Linked DNA regions of Columba livia: regions 1 and 3 are each linked to region 2. The links are chromatin contacts, called in public Hi-C maps. All regions are on one chromosome and are shown on one strand. Each heading gives the region's core, a stretch centred on a gene start, on an enhancer-like site or on the middle of the called end of the contact. The rest is flanking DNA. Distances are from core to core; before and after follow the strand shown.

Region 1 (4,762 bases), core at 1,021-3,520, 380 kb after region 2:
TTAGCATCAAGAGAAACAGTAAAATAGCAAGATCCCTTGCAGTAACACAACAGGGTTTTGTGCTGAGAAGTTCCTTCTCTCACGTGCAGTGAGGTGTGTTGCTCTTTGGGGATGTGACAACTCAATACTGGACAGAGGTTCCCTGTGTGCCACTGTCATCTGTCTGCTGGCAAAGAAGGGACTTGACATATGCCAGCAGCCAACTAAAGAGTCTGCAAGATGCCAACTGCAATAATGAGAGGTACAGAATCATAGTTAAAATTAAGCCTTCTGTAGATCCACAGTAATTGTTTTCTGCTTTTTTACATTTTCTGTCAGTGTCGGTTGCTGGTTTTATGCCATCCACCTTTAGACTGAATCAGAGACCATGTTAACAACTTCCTGAGCTGCCAGCTGACAGGCTAGCTGCTGGCTTTTTTAGAAGTCAACTTCGGTGCTTCGAGACAACAGCTTAATTGTCTCATTCTTCTCCATTCTTCAGTAGATGCGTTGATTTATCCATCATGCATTTTAAAGTCTATTCCTTTTCCATAAGGTGGTGGTGTTGTTGATTAATTTAAATACACATAATATAAATTAAGTGGGACCTGGTTCTCTAATTCTGGTTGGTTGTATGCCATGTGTTTATATATACACAGAGATTTCGATGTTCGGTGATCAATCCCTAGAACCCTCAGACACAGGCTGCGTGTGCTGGATGCTTGATTTCTTCATCCTTGTGGTGCCCAATGATGTTCTTAGGTGTCCTAAAAAACTAATAACAAGGGAAAAACACTGCCCTGCAGATCTTACAGCTTATTTTGGATGCAGCAGGAGGTCCAGCAGCTCATAAACTAGACCAGGACATAAAGAGCAGGATAAGAATTGGACCAGAGATTGGATAAATGATACTGCAGTATTTCAAGTGTTTTTTCCTGTGCTTTACTTCTCTGCCTTGTAATACTACATAATTCTTCTCATAGGTGGACCTGACACTTTTGAAAAAGTACCAAAAGCATCCCCAAAAACTGTGGGAGTGCCATGAAGGCAAGGTAGTGTTGTGAAAGGAGAGGGCAGAGGCTGTTACCAGGAACAGGAGAAAAACAGTGGTAAAATAAAATGTGTAGGGGGAGAGAATCACAGAGAAATAATTTCAAATGTGGGAGGCATTCTGTTTCTCGGGCTTGTTTTTGCTATCTATCTGCAATCATAATTGAGCTAGCTGCAAAAAAAAAGATCCCGAAAACAATTTGAGTGAGAGAAAGAAAGCATTGCTGTGGAGCGAGCCCAAAATCCCGTCCTCCAGCCCACACACAATTGGACATTGCAGTGATACGGGGGAAATCCCTTAACGGACAAAACTATAAATGAAACTACTGTTGACAGGGGGAAGAGGCACAGCTATATTTAACGGAAGCATTTTCATCTGAGAGCTGCTTTCTTTTTTCTTTTTTCCTTTTTTTTTTCTTCTCTTGTCTAGTCGGTGGAGGCTGCGAGGGCTCTTCCTGTTTGAGACAGTGCATGGGTGGTTTCCCCAAGGCTTTTAATGTTAGATTAATGCTCTGGAGACAGTGTGGTGATAAATGGGTTCCTACAGTTATATCTACATCCTGTTCCCCCATCCCCCTCCCGCATCTGCCCCTGCTACGTTCATTCGCTCCATGGCGCTCGCCCTCGGGCCCAGCAACAGTTCTGAGCAGCTTCAGACAGTGTTTAAGGCACCACTCTTGAAAATTTCTCCACCAAAATTCTCTAATTTTCAGTGCCATCACCTTCATTACCCCCTTTTTCTCAGACAATGACAGAAATGAAACGGGGAAGAGAAAATCTTCTGACTAAAGGACAGTCCACCACACTGGCTTGTCATCTGCTCCTTGGCAGATCCCAGTGAATTATTTTTGCTATTAGTCTTCACTTTCAGAAAACAGGTTTACAGGAGCGGCTCTTCAGTTTTTTTCATGTTTTAATGGCAGTGCTCTGCATGTCACACTGTACTTAACAATAAATAAGCAGAAGATTTCAAATCTCTTCCCTCATACGAGGGAATGGCTCTCCTGTGTCAGCTGCATCTATGCCTTGATTTTATACAACTTGCACGCTGATAGGGATTTAAGTATTTATCTTTAGAAAACACCCAGACTAAAATGCAGCAAGGGGAAATGCAGATTTGAGGCACTTCTTTTTAGCTGGACTTGCCCCAGTGGCTATTCCTAATTTTGTGTCTGTGTGTGTGTGTGGTTTTGTTTTCAGTTAGTGCAGTTCTCTGGTTATTTCTTGCTGCGTGCATTTCCATTTCTATACAGCTTCCCCTATACGTACAGGGCAGGGGGATGGGCGGCGGCAGGGTGGTCAGGATGGCTCTGGTTAACCTCCCCGGCTCTGTGCAGCCCACGTCCTTCTGCTTACGCGGCAGCGTCTCTCAGATCTCTGAGCGGGATTATTTTTAGACCGTGAAGCGAAGGTGTATCTGGCTCTGGTGCACTGAGATTTCGTGTCATGGCTTCCTTTTCCTGCTCTCAGGTTTCTCCCACTCGGCCTTCACCTTCGGTATCGAGAGCCACATCAGCCAGTCCAACATCAACGGAACGCTAGTGCCACCTGCCGCACTCATCTCCATCCTCCAGAAGGGGCTCCAGTATGTGGAGGCTGAGATCAGCATCAACGAAGTAAGTACCCCCATCGCCTCCACCGGCACTGCCACCACCACTGGCACCTCTGACTGGCACACCGGGGCTTGCCAAACAACACGTCCCAATGGCCCAGAGACTCAAGCCATCAGCTTTCTCTTGATCTGATTTCATTTTGTTCCTCATACTTTGCCCCACCCCCAGCAGAGAGCTGAAAAGCTCTGAGATAGAACTGTATTTCAATTTTCAGCTATGGCATTGAGGTCTCCTTTGCACTACTTAAATTGGTTTGGTTTATGGTGTTTCCACTACCGCAGTCAACAGATCTGGGGTGCACAGATTCTTGCAGCAGGCATGTCTCTGTGTTTACAGCCTTGTGTTTTCAAGGTCACAGCAGAATTTGGCAGGAAAAGCCTGCAGTGTAGGTTAAATCTTCACTCCCTGACACCTGCTAGCGGGCAGACCTGGCTTGCAAGCCATGAGCAAACATCCACAGAGGTCACTAGAGACATCCTCTCTGATTTCATTGACTTTGGCTCAGATCACGTAAGACCAGGCATCCATCCTCTCATGTGCGTAGCGAAGTGGTTGTGTGTAAATTCTGACCCTGGCTGGGGCACTGCCTGTGGGGGCTGGATGAGCAGCCACAATGTGCCTCTGTTGTCCTTGACCTGCCAGGGGAAAGAAAGAGGACACGACAGCATTTTTGCCCTGCCAGCCTTAAAGGCATGATGCTTTGAGAGGGAGTGAAGCATGACAGATAAGGAAGTACAACATTACAAAATATTTACCATAGATATTCATAATTGCCAAAGATCTGTAATAAATATTAATACATAAAAAGCTATTCCTTTTTCCTCTTAAGCTGAATGTAACATGTGAAACATGATGGGTGAGAACAAAGGAATATAAAATAGAGAAAAGGTTGTATTGTTTGCCATGTGTAATATTGGAAACTGATTTGTTTTTATCACTAATGTTCTGTGTGGTTTTCTTTTTATGACCCAATACCACGTTTAGGGTTTGTGCACATTATTTTTTAAATGTGGCAAGGACTTTTGCCATTCATGCCAGGCTGCTCTTTGATGCAGTTGTGATAACAAACCAGTGTTAGGAGTCTGTCCCAATTTTTCCCTGTGCCTGAAATTGGAGCTACACAGTTAGAAACTTTCAGCCGTGAGCAGCACCCATCAGCTCAGGTCATATGACAGCTATAAGGGTCAGCTCCTCCACATCCAGCTTCAGAATTGGCCTCAGTTCAGAGAATGATCTAAAAATATGTGTGTTGTCACCATTAAGATTTGTGTTGCTGTCATCATATTCCTTAAGAGCAGCGAGTAATCAGTGAGTCCATAAACTAATGTGTATAAAATTAAAGTGTTGTTTGTGAGCTGTGAAGGGCCAGTCATGGAAGGAGTCCAGCAAGCAGTTTTAAAGTTAAAAACATAAGATGCCAAAATCCTCTGGCAAATGGTTTTTTCATTGCGCAGCAAGGACTCGAGCCAGGATTCAAATAAATGTTTGTAGAGACATTTACATAAGAAATGTTGAGGAGAAAGAGAGCTTATATTTTTCTTCTCTAATAACTTCTTCCTCCTTTTTCTTTCCCATGAAGAAACAAATGTGTATAATCTTAATATTGTAACTGTAAGCGGTAATTCAATGAATAGTCCAGCAGAAGCCTGCTGGTCAGCCAGACTGCTATTTTTCTGTATTAGTTATTATTGTCTATTGAAAATTATATTGTTTCCCAGCCACTTCATCTATCCATTGCCTAATCTTAGCTACTGTTCCTCAAACAAAATTTTTCACTGGGTCTTGATTATTTCAAAGAATTAAAGGAAATTTGCAGAAGATCAGTAAAATAGCACTTTATGGCGGCTACTAAAACCTTTTTCCTGTATTTAAGGTAATAGGAAAGTGAAAGTGAAGGAAAACTAATTAGATATAGCAGTTGTTGACCTGAGTCTATATTACATCTTAAAAAACAGCCCTTAAAGGTTAAGTCAACTGGTTGTTAAACATGAAGCCTAGTTTACAGAAATCAAAATAAAAGCCATAACTATAAAGAATAAAACGAGCAGAGTAAAGGAAAAATAATGGTAAAGCTGTCTTGTACAATCAGCTACAACTGGTGGTGCTGGGCTGATGAATGC
Region 2 (4,438 bases), core at 108-2,607:
TCCCCATGGAGCCCCAGCTGCCAAATTACTTTTGTATGTTAGCTAGGCAAACTCAGTCCCAAATCTCTTTCCATGTTGTCTTTCATTATAGGACTATACAAAATCTGGGGTAAGGGTACAGGTCAGGGAAATGATTCCTAAAGGGGCATACACACTTCAGAGGAATATACTTGAGGAAAGCCTGGAAATGCTGCTCACAGGGCTATAAAACATAAAACTGTGAGCTCAGACCAGCAAACACTACCTCTGTTAATTGCAGTGGGACAATGACTGTGAATAAGATTTATATTAGTTAGGCCTGCCATATCTGTAGCTTTAGGAAAGGCTTCATGTAACAGCAACTGCAGTCAGTGACATTTTGCAATACGTTGTCACGCTGTGATTATATCACTATAAAACAATAATTTTGTTTGCAATAAGAAGTGCCCAAAGGGAGAATGGGGAACATCTGGATATCAAAATGAAGAAGAGACTATATATTTGATGCAATTAATCCATAAAACAAGGCGATTTCATTCCTTTCCTAGAAAATAAAGAGGTTTGACCTGTCCTAGAAAATCATTAGGTATGATAGGGAGTAACAATTCTGGGGAACAATCCCAATTTCTAAAAGTGAAAATATCTGTATAGCATTCAGGAACTCACCAATGTCAGACCATTTAAAATGTGTTTAATTTGGTACCGTGGCATAGCTGTAGCTAGACAGCACTCACACACTGCAGGTGAGATCTGAAGGAGGAGGCACCGCAGGGACAGGGTACGCAGAAACTGAGAGGCTATACGAAGAGCAACCTTAGGACGGCACACAGGCATCAGTGGGAAAAACTGAAATACGGGTTTACCTTTTAAATCACACGTTTTCTGATGTATGGATGCTAAAATCATGAAGCATTTCATTACAAAGGGTTCACAAGAGACAAATAATCTTTTCCAAATAGTTGTCTAAACCCTTGCTTTTAAGAGTGTGGCAGGACTTCCTCTGCTTTTCAGGAAGGAGAAGCTAGTGTCTCTCTCCTACTCCAATTTTCCACTCTCTATTAAAGACCACCTGAGCACTAGAAATTGGAAGCTTAAGATTCAAGTCCTTTTTGAGTAAATTATATTTGAATTCCTTTTAGGTGTTTGGGATCATTTCATAAGTGGCTGGACATGAAAATAGGAAGTAAATCACTAAATGGATTTTTTTAAAGTTGAGTTTAAGAGGAGAGGGACTCCAGAGGGTTGGAATTTGACCCTTAGCCCCTTGGGCCTGTTAAGCCCCCTGCTTAGGCATATAGGGTTTCCCTGATATAAACCTGGCGTAACACAGTAGTGCATTAAGCCTTTGGTATTTTGATATTTACCAGGTGTGCCTGGATAATGGGCAATTTCACTTTTCCAGCAAACCAACTCTACTGGCCCAATTTCACTTTTCTGAGCATCAGTTACTGATCGTTATATTCGGCTAGTATTACATTTGACCCTCCAAAGATGGATGTGCATTCATATTCCATTGACTTAAATGGCATTAACTGAAGTGAACAGAAGTTAAGGGAGTGGGTAGAGCTTTGGAGAATTGAACTTATTTTACCTTAAACTGTAAAACCTGCATGTAAAGGGTATTTTGTCAAACTCACATCTGGTGCAACTCTGGTGGCATTCTACAGGGAAGAGTGTGGATATTTATAGAAGGCAGGGGCACGCTTGATTATGCTATTAACAGCTGACATTTAGTAAAAAATTAGAGGGAGAAAAACATAATTAACCAAAGGTGAACTTTATTAAGTTTTTTATTACTTAAGATGGAGCTTTGGCAGTTGTTACTGTAAGGACATTTCTACATCTAATATTTATGAGAAGGTCTTTTTTTCAGATATCTACTTGAGGTAGAAAAATCCATTTTTATTAAATGACTTCCTGGGGATTAAAGTAATGCTTCCAAAACCATGTGTCCTCAAATATGTCAGTAATATTTTTCCATGAGTTTTTTATAAAATATAGAATTATGTGGGTTTTGTCAAAGAATGAGAAACAAATGGCATCAATAACTTAAATATCTTAATTATACTGGTGGTATGAGAACTACACTAAGTAGTTCAATATAATACTATAGAAAACATGTAAAACACAATGCTCATTCTATGCAGTTATTGACACAATGTGCGTGGTGTAATACAATACACTTCTTACTACAACCCATTCTAGACAGCAGCTAGCCAGAAATTTTACCAATTTGCAACATAATGTTTGCTCTATGTACAACAAAAATCAAACTAGAAGAAACTGGAGTAATATTCTGGGCCGTGTTTGATAGTGGTATAAGCTATTTTTGTTGACAGAGTGCCCAGAATCTGCTTTTAAAATCAAGTATCCATTTTAACACGTGCTATAAAAAGTTCATTTGAAATAAATTCTGTTCAGAATACCTTATCAGCTGAGTTGACTTGACAAGCTAGGAGGGGGTCTGAGAATGGCACAAACAGTTGCAGGGACAAAATCACAGCTGAAAAAAGAGGAATTTCTTCATGTGTCTGATAAAGATCCTCTATATGTATTCTGTTTCATACATTTTTAAATATTTTTGTTCATTTTCCTAAATAAAAGACCTGGCTTTTCACACTTCCATGAAGTTATTTCCATCTGTAGTAGTATCTGGCATTGATGTTGTCCTCAGACAACAAGGGTGTGAATAAGGACTGTAAATGCAGGGTATTTGTGAAACTGCAAGCACGGGTATTCCATGAGAAAAATATCCTTTTTGTTGTGGACAGATGAGCTACATTTAGCCTATGAGTCACTTCACCTTTGCTTGCCTAGACTCTTCAACCTGTCAAGTAATTTAAATGTTCCTGAAGAAATACTAACTGCAGTAAAAGTCAGCTCTTCACAAAAGTTGGAATCAGAGCCGGAGGGGAACTTTGAATCAAGTTCAGTACTAAACACTATGGTCATTTTGTATTTGCTTGGTCCTGAATTTTGTCTTTTTTCCTTTCTTGGCTAGAAACTTGTTCAGGTTCTGCCTAGCATTTGTGACTTCCATTATATTGTGTCTATTTGTGTCCACCGACTTTTTAATAAGATCAAGAAGCTAGATTATGAATTATTGGGGTTTTATTTCATCTTTTCAGCTCAGATAAGGCATGTTATGATCACTTGTACATCTGTGCTATGATTTCCCTTATTGGTTCCTGTTTTATCATTTTTGTGCATTTCACATTCCCAATGAAAGTTCTTTCCTCCTGCATGGCAGCTGCTGGCTGTGAAAGCTGTTTGCTGTGTATTAATTATGAATCTTTCTGCCCAGTCTTACTGATTGTGCTTCCATTGCACTACCACCAAAAGTTATTACACAGTAATTCCGCTTTTTAAGATTGCAATGCCTTTGAAAGCTCTTAAACCTATTTATACCATTGCTATATAGGTTTGTTTCATGCTACACGTTCATCTAAATGCAAATCTAGTGGTATCCACAACGGCTTTCTTGTGTTTTCCTCAGGGACAAATAATCCAAGGTTAAATGTAATGATGGTGTGTTGACCCATATTAAGTAAGTCTATCTGAATGAAATTTGTGTTTGAGGAGAGAATTTGCAAAGGAAGGAGCACTTGGAGCTGTTGAAGACAGTGCGTTTAAATTATAGGACAGACTGGTGGATCACTGCTGGGCTGAGAATGCACAGCCCAGTAACCCCAAATCAGCAATCACACCAAGAAAACTCTGAAAACTTGTGTGGTACCAATTCAGGAATGCTCCTGCCTAACAGTGGATGAAGGGGCAGCCTCACCAACATCCAGTATGTGGCAGATGAACACAGCTCTTGCAATTTTTAGATCAAACCTTTTATTAGAAACTATAATTTTAACAAGCAAGACAAGAAAGAATTTTTCCTATATAATGAGAGGTATATTTTGTCAAATATTTTGGACACATGGTTTACAGTCTTCTCTCTAGATTGCATGAGAAGACTAGATATATGCAGTAGTACTGATGCATAAATTCTTCCTGCAAACACAGTGACTTATCAGGATCTTCATCCCAAGAGTAATTTAAAATTATGTCTGGTGCAATTTACAGCCCATGGAAAAGAAGTAGCACCAGAAAAATGAATTATTCTTGTGATCGTGCTTTGTTAGTTTTGAATCAGATCAACATTTGAATCAAAGGACCTTTTTGAGTGTTAGAGTAATATCCATGAAAAAGCATTGTCTGTTTTGTTATAACACCAAATGAAATAACCTGTCAAAAACATCTTACCTAGTAAGCAGAATTGTAAGATAAAATGCATGCATGGCTCCTGTTGGACATGTATTTGTGAGTCACTTACTGCTTTCATCTCTTTCTGTTTCTTTTATATTTAAATAGCTTGTAGTCTTCATATCTGAGACCTTATCTGATGCAGCCTTTACCATCATTACATCAGCACTAATATTTCAAAGATCTCAAGGTAATTTCCCTAAAA
Region 3 (4,414 bases), core at 1,163-3,662, 410 kb after region 2:
TTTCCTTTCCATTCAGGTAATTTTTGCATAATTCCTGTTAGTAAAATGAATTGCCGTTTTTAATTTTGTCAATACAGTTTATCCTTTAGTAAGATACTATCTGCCAGAGAGAAGTTCAAACCAAGTTTTTTGTGCTTGAACTATCCTGAGTATCATGGCTTGTGAGTTTATTTTTTTCAGAAAGATGAGGTTCTGTGAGAATCAGCTTTGAAAGTCAGAGTGATTGAAGGAGAGAATTCATACAGCAGCTGTACATACCTAGCTGAATGATTCTGTCCTTATCTATGTGTACCAAGTGGTGATTTATGAAGAGATTTTTTGATGGAGGTGTCTGGGATCTCTTCCACTCTTTCTGCTTCTGTTGCAATGAAACTGACTTTAGACAGAAGCAGATGGATCTCTCATGCCACTTGCATTCACCACTGCAAGCATGAAGGTCCTCAGGAATTTCTTGGCTTTTAATTTTGACTTGAAGTTCTTTAGTATCTGCTTTCTCTAATTACCAGAATTCAGTTGTCAGCCATGAGCTTCATAACCTTGATGAACCAAAACCTTATTTGTATGGTCATTTGTAGAGCTGGTCTGCTCCAGGAAGACAGGAGGTGTCACAGATACTAAGTAATCAGTGATGTAATCTTAAGTTCACTTGAGACCAGGCTTGTAAGATGATGACTGAATTTGTGATCCAAACTGGATAAGTTGTCGTAGTGAAGATTTTTTAAGTGGCATAGCCAAACTGAGTATAAAACTACCAAAACATTCCAGATTCTGACGCTAGAAATGTTCATCTTCCTGTGTTTTCACTCTATTTTTAAATACAGCAGGCTTTCACAAGGTGCTCATTGGTTTTTAAAATGTTTTACTACTGATTTTGAAACATAATATTAACATGCTTTTCAGCTCAATTTCTAGTTGTTCTCATTCTTGCATTTTCACTGATGTTGATATCATGCAGTAGCAATTGAAATAGTTATTCAACAGAACACAAAAAGTACGTCCATGCACAGAGCAGATCCATACTCTGCATTTTTGTCACTCATCTCACCTATTAATGCAGCTGTCAGTTTGGAGGTATCAGTGTCTGCTGACAGATTTTCTCATTGTGGCATGCATGTATTTATCATAACTGTTTCATCAAGGCAAACTTTGTACTGTATAGTGATATAGTTAATGAGACTCTTAAGCCTTGTGACCCCCAGCTATTGATGTAAGTAGTTGCAGATACAGAACTTGGTTAGCCCTTCAGAGTCATGTTCACTGACATGTATCTGTCTTAGCAGTGATGAGAATCGAGGATGTATCACTCCATTCCCCTCTTATCAAGTTGAAACTTAACTACGTCTCCCAATGCAATATGCCCATGTCCATCTGCATTAATACATTTTTTTTTAAAATATTCTTATTACATGTGCTGTTTGGACCATAAGGCACAAATGAAGTGGAGATGTGGAGAGGCTTTTATTTTTAGTAGTAGTAGTAGTAGTAGCAGTAGTAGTAGTATTTCAAATGTATTTTCAAAGTGAAGTAAAGCAGTTAGTCATTAAGGAAATTATCTGTAGGCCAAAAGTGTGTGTCCTACAAAAAAGCCCTGCAAATCAGCTGGAGTCTTTGTCCTCACATGAGTCTAAAGCCACAAAGACCTCACCTTGTCCTCTTTGCATCACTTCTTCACCAGAACAAACTAACAACAAAGTCCTTTCCATATCTGAAATCTGAAAACCTTGTCTACACAAGAATTAAAAGGTGGCATTTTAACAATTAAAAGTCTAGTCGAGACAGAGTACAGTTTCTTTAACACATACTTGTGTGGGATACTTACTTGCATACTTCTTTGAAATCTGGAGACAGTTGGCCTGGGAATAACATATTTTTTTTACTCTCAGCTGCTTTCCAGTAGCTTGTTTAGTTTACACTCATATGGACAAAACTATCCTCTTAAAATACATAATGAAGACTCCTTTGTCTAGGTCTTGAAGACCTCTTTATCATTGATGTTCCCATGTAACTTTAAGGTTTTATGGTTGAAATATGTAAGTATGTGGATAAGTAGCTTCTAGGGTTTCATTATTCTTTGCAAAACTATGAGTCATCACAGGGCATTTGATCAAACTGTGTATTCACAAAGCGTATTTCTTTAAAGTGGAGTGAAATAATCCAATCTTCGTGTCTGCTGATAGATGTGGACTGATCTCTATGCATGCAGGAACAAATTGGTTAAGTGAAACCATAAGAGGTATTTGTATGACCCAGCTTCTAAGTGCTCTGAGTCACTCCCTGCAGACACTTAACTGTATCCTCTTCTGAGCTTCTAATTCTGAATCACACCTAAATCAGTTCAGAAAAAAACTTAAATTATAATTATTGTAACACTTTTATTGTGTTTTATTTTAGCTGCTTTTATTAAATGACATTCTGATTGTTTTTATGCAGTTGGCTGGTGTCCTGTGTTTTTGATGACACTTTGGCGATTAGATTACTTGCATCGAAAACCACGTTTGGTTGGTTTTTCCAGACCATTTTATTTAGTTACTTATCCAGTAAGCATATGATTAAATACACCAATAAATGAATCGGTATTAATTGTCAACACTCAGTGATTCAAATTATGCTGCAATGCAAATCTGTCGCTTTAGGTGCCAATAGCTCTCAGAAGATTACTTTTCAACTCATACATATCATACTAGATATTAACCCTGAAGGCGTATTGCTGTTAATGGAGACAGATTTTTGTTTGCTCTGAAACAGTAATACAAAGCTTTCAACATAAAAATAAGACAATCAGTTAAAGCAAAAAAATTCTTTACTGTTTCCTGATCCCCATTCATGTTCATTGGAAAACTCAGAATTAACCTGCATTTCCTTTCTGTTTCTGCAATGTAGAAATTCCTTACCTGTCACACAGGTTTATTGAACGTTTTCATTAATATTCTAAAAAAAAGCCTGTGTATAAACAGTTTCAGCCCTCTATTCTCATTTAGAGAGCTACCTGATGATTTGGAAGGTGACATGGATCAATCTCATTTTGCAGTTCCTAAAAAATTATAACAGGAAAAAATGTACTTAATGTAGTAAGCTTGGCAGAACACAAGTCTTTTCACCTCTGTATTACAACAGTATTTTTGTGATCGTATTTGAATAAGGCAATTTTTGTTTAATGATAAACTTGTATTGTTGCCAGAAAGAGATTCAACTTTTGTTCCTATATGATTTTCTCGTTCTGAAACACATATTTCTCACAGGAGTGTGCTGAGAGCAGAGATTTCTATATTTTAGCAAGTCTTATGTCATCCTCTGGAGGGCAGCTAAGCTCTTTTCTGAGCAAAAAACCAAGCAGCAGTCATAGAAATACAAGCAAGCTGTATGTCAGGAGTTCCCTCATACTCCTGTGCGTGCTTTTAGTCGGCAGTCACATGCTGTAAAAGTTTTGTTGTTGTTTTTTCCAGACTTTCTGCAAAGCGTGTGTGTTGCACCCAGGCACCAGTTACGTGTCCATGTGCTGTCTGTGTGCAAAGTTTCATTAGTTCAGTCCTAGTTAATGCCAAACCCTCTACAGAAACTCATCCTCTTGTTTCAGATCTACTTGATCAATGACTCTCTCTTAAATCAATCCCCACCCAAACTAAACTGAACGTAGGTATTACTAATCCCCGTGTCTGCACAGAACGGTGCATTTTTATCAGTGCCTGCATAAAGCTGGGGCAAGGGGCAATGGCCGCCTGCTGCTTCTCCCTCCCATGTTGTGTCTGGCATTCACAGCAACATTTTTCTAACCCAGCTGAAATCATCTGTTTTTTCTGAGCTAGTTTTCTTCCAGGTTCTTGGCTGAGCTGGCTTACAGAGGAACAAATGGTAGAGATGGCCCAAGGGATGCGGGGAGGGTGGAGACAGATTGATTTGCCCCCCTCTTATGTAACTTAACCCAGAAAATTCACATAAATAGACACCATTCAGAGCATCCGCTGCAAGAGAAAAAAGAATTTGTGCCCTTCAGACAGCCCCTGTCATCCCTGTGACTGGTAGTAGGCTAAGAAGTAGCTTTTAGTCTGTTTGATCCAGATGGGTGACAGGAGGAAAAAGGTTTGGGATAGCTGTTTCTGTGCCTCATCCCCTGATGTTCCTTCCGTCGTTTGTTCTTCACAGCTCCTGCTCTGGATGTGGACTGGCAGAACAACACTACTTTTGCCTCCTGCAGCACTGACATGTGCATTCATGTATGCAGACTTGGCTGTGATCGTCCCGTTAAAACCTTTCAAGGACACACAGTAAGTTTAAGATGTCCAAAATGTTAGTGGTAAGTCACCGCAGCACGGTGCGATGATGGCAGATGGTGTTTGCAGAGTGCGTTCTAGCACCAGAGGTGTTATATAGCATTGCTTCCCGGAAAACAGGTCCTTCAGGAGTGACTCACTGCCTG

Evidence for each region. A called contact is a pair of places that touch in the nucleus more often than the background predicts.
Region 1: a Hi-C map of crop shows a contact between it and region 2, with 2.8 times the contacts expected there. The contact joins two enhancer-like sites. A contact is called at or near these places in 2 of 2 Hi-C or Micro-C datasets (crop and liver).
Region 3: a contact with region 2 is called in a Hi-C map of liver, with 1.8 times the contacts expected there. The contact joins two enhancer-like sites. A contact is called at or near these places in 2 of 2 Hi-C or Micro-C datasets (crop and liver).

The regions. Positions count from the first base shown.
Region 1 is chr1:113,216,774-113,221,535 of bColLiv1.pat.W.v2, reverse strand. It overlaps TBL1X (transducin beta like 1 X-linked), which reads left to right. Exons shown (of 16, transcript XM_065073658.1): 4 at 2,500-2,645. Among named protein-coding and RNA genes, the nearest start is that of GPR143, 69 kb to the right of the region's middle. Within about 2 kb of position 2,270, at least 2 of the 3 cell types and tissues checked have an H3K27ac peak away from gene starts, as active enhancers do.
Region 2 is chr1:113,594,815-113,599,252 of bColLiv1.pat.W.v2, reverse strand. No RefSeq gene overlaps it. Among named protein-coding and RNA genes, the nearest start is that of ANOS1, 99 kb to the left of the region's middle. Within about 2 kb of position 1,357, at least 1 of the 3 cell types and tissues checked has an H3K27ac peak away from gene starts, as active enhancers do.
Region 3 is chr1:113,190,884-113,195,297 of bColLiv1.pat.W.v2, reverse strand. It overlaps TBL1X (transducin beta like 1 X-linked), which reads left to right. Exons shown (of 16, transcript XM_065073658.1): 10 at 1-16; 11 at 4,141-4,262. It overlaps LOC135580234 (a long non-coding RNA gene), which reads right to left. Exons shown (of 3, transcript XR_010474635.1): 3 at 4,186-4,411. Among named protein-coding and RNA genes, the nearest start is that of GPR143, 42 kb to the right of the region's middle. Within about 2 kb of position 2,412, at least 1 of the 3 cell types and tissues checked has an H3K27ac peak away from gene starts, as active enhancers do.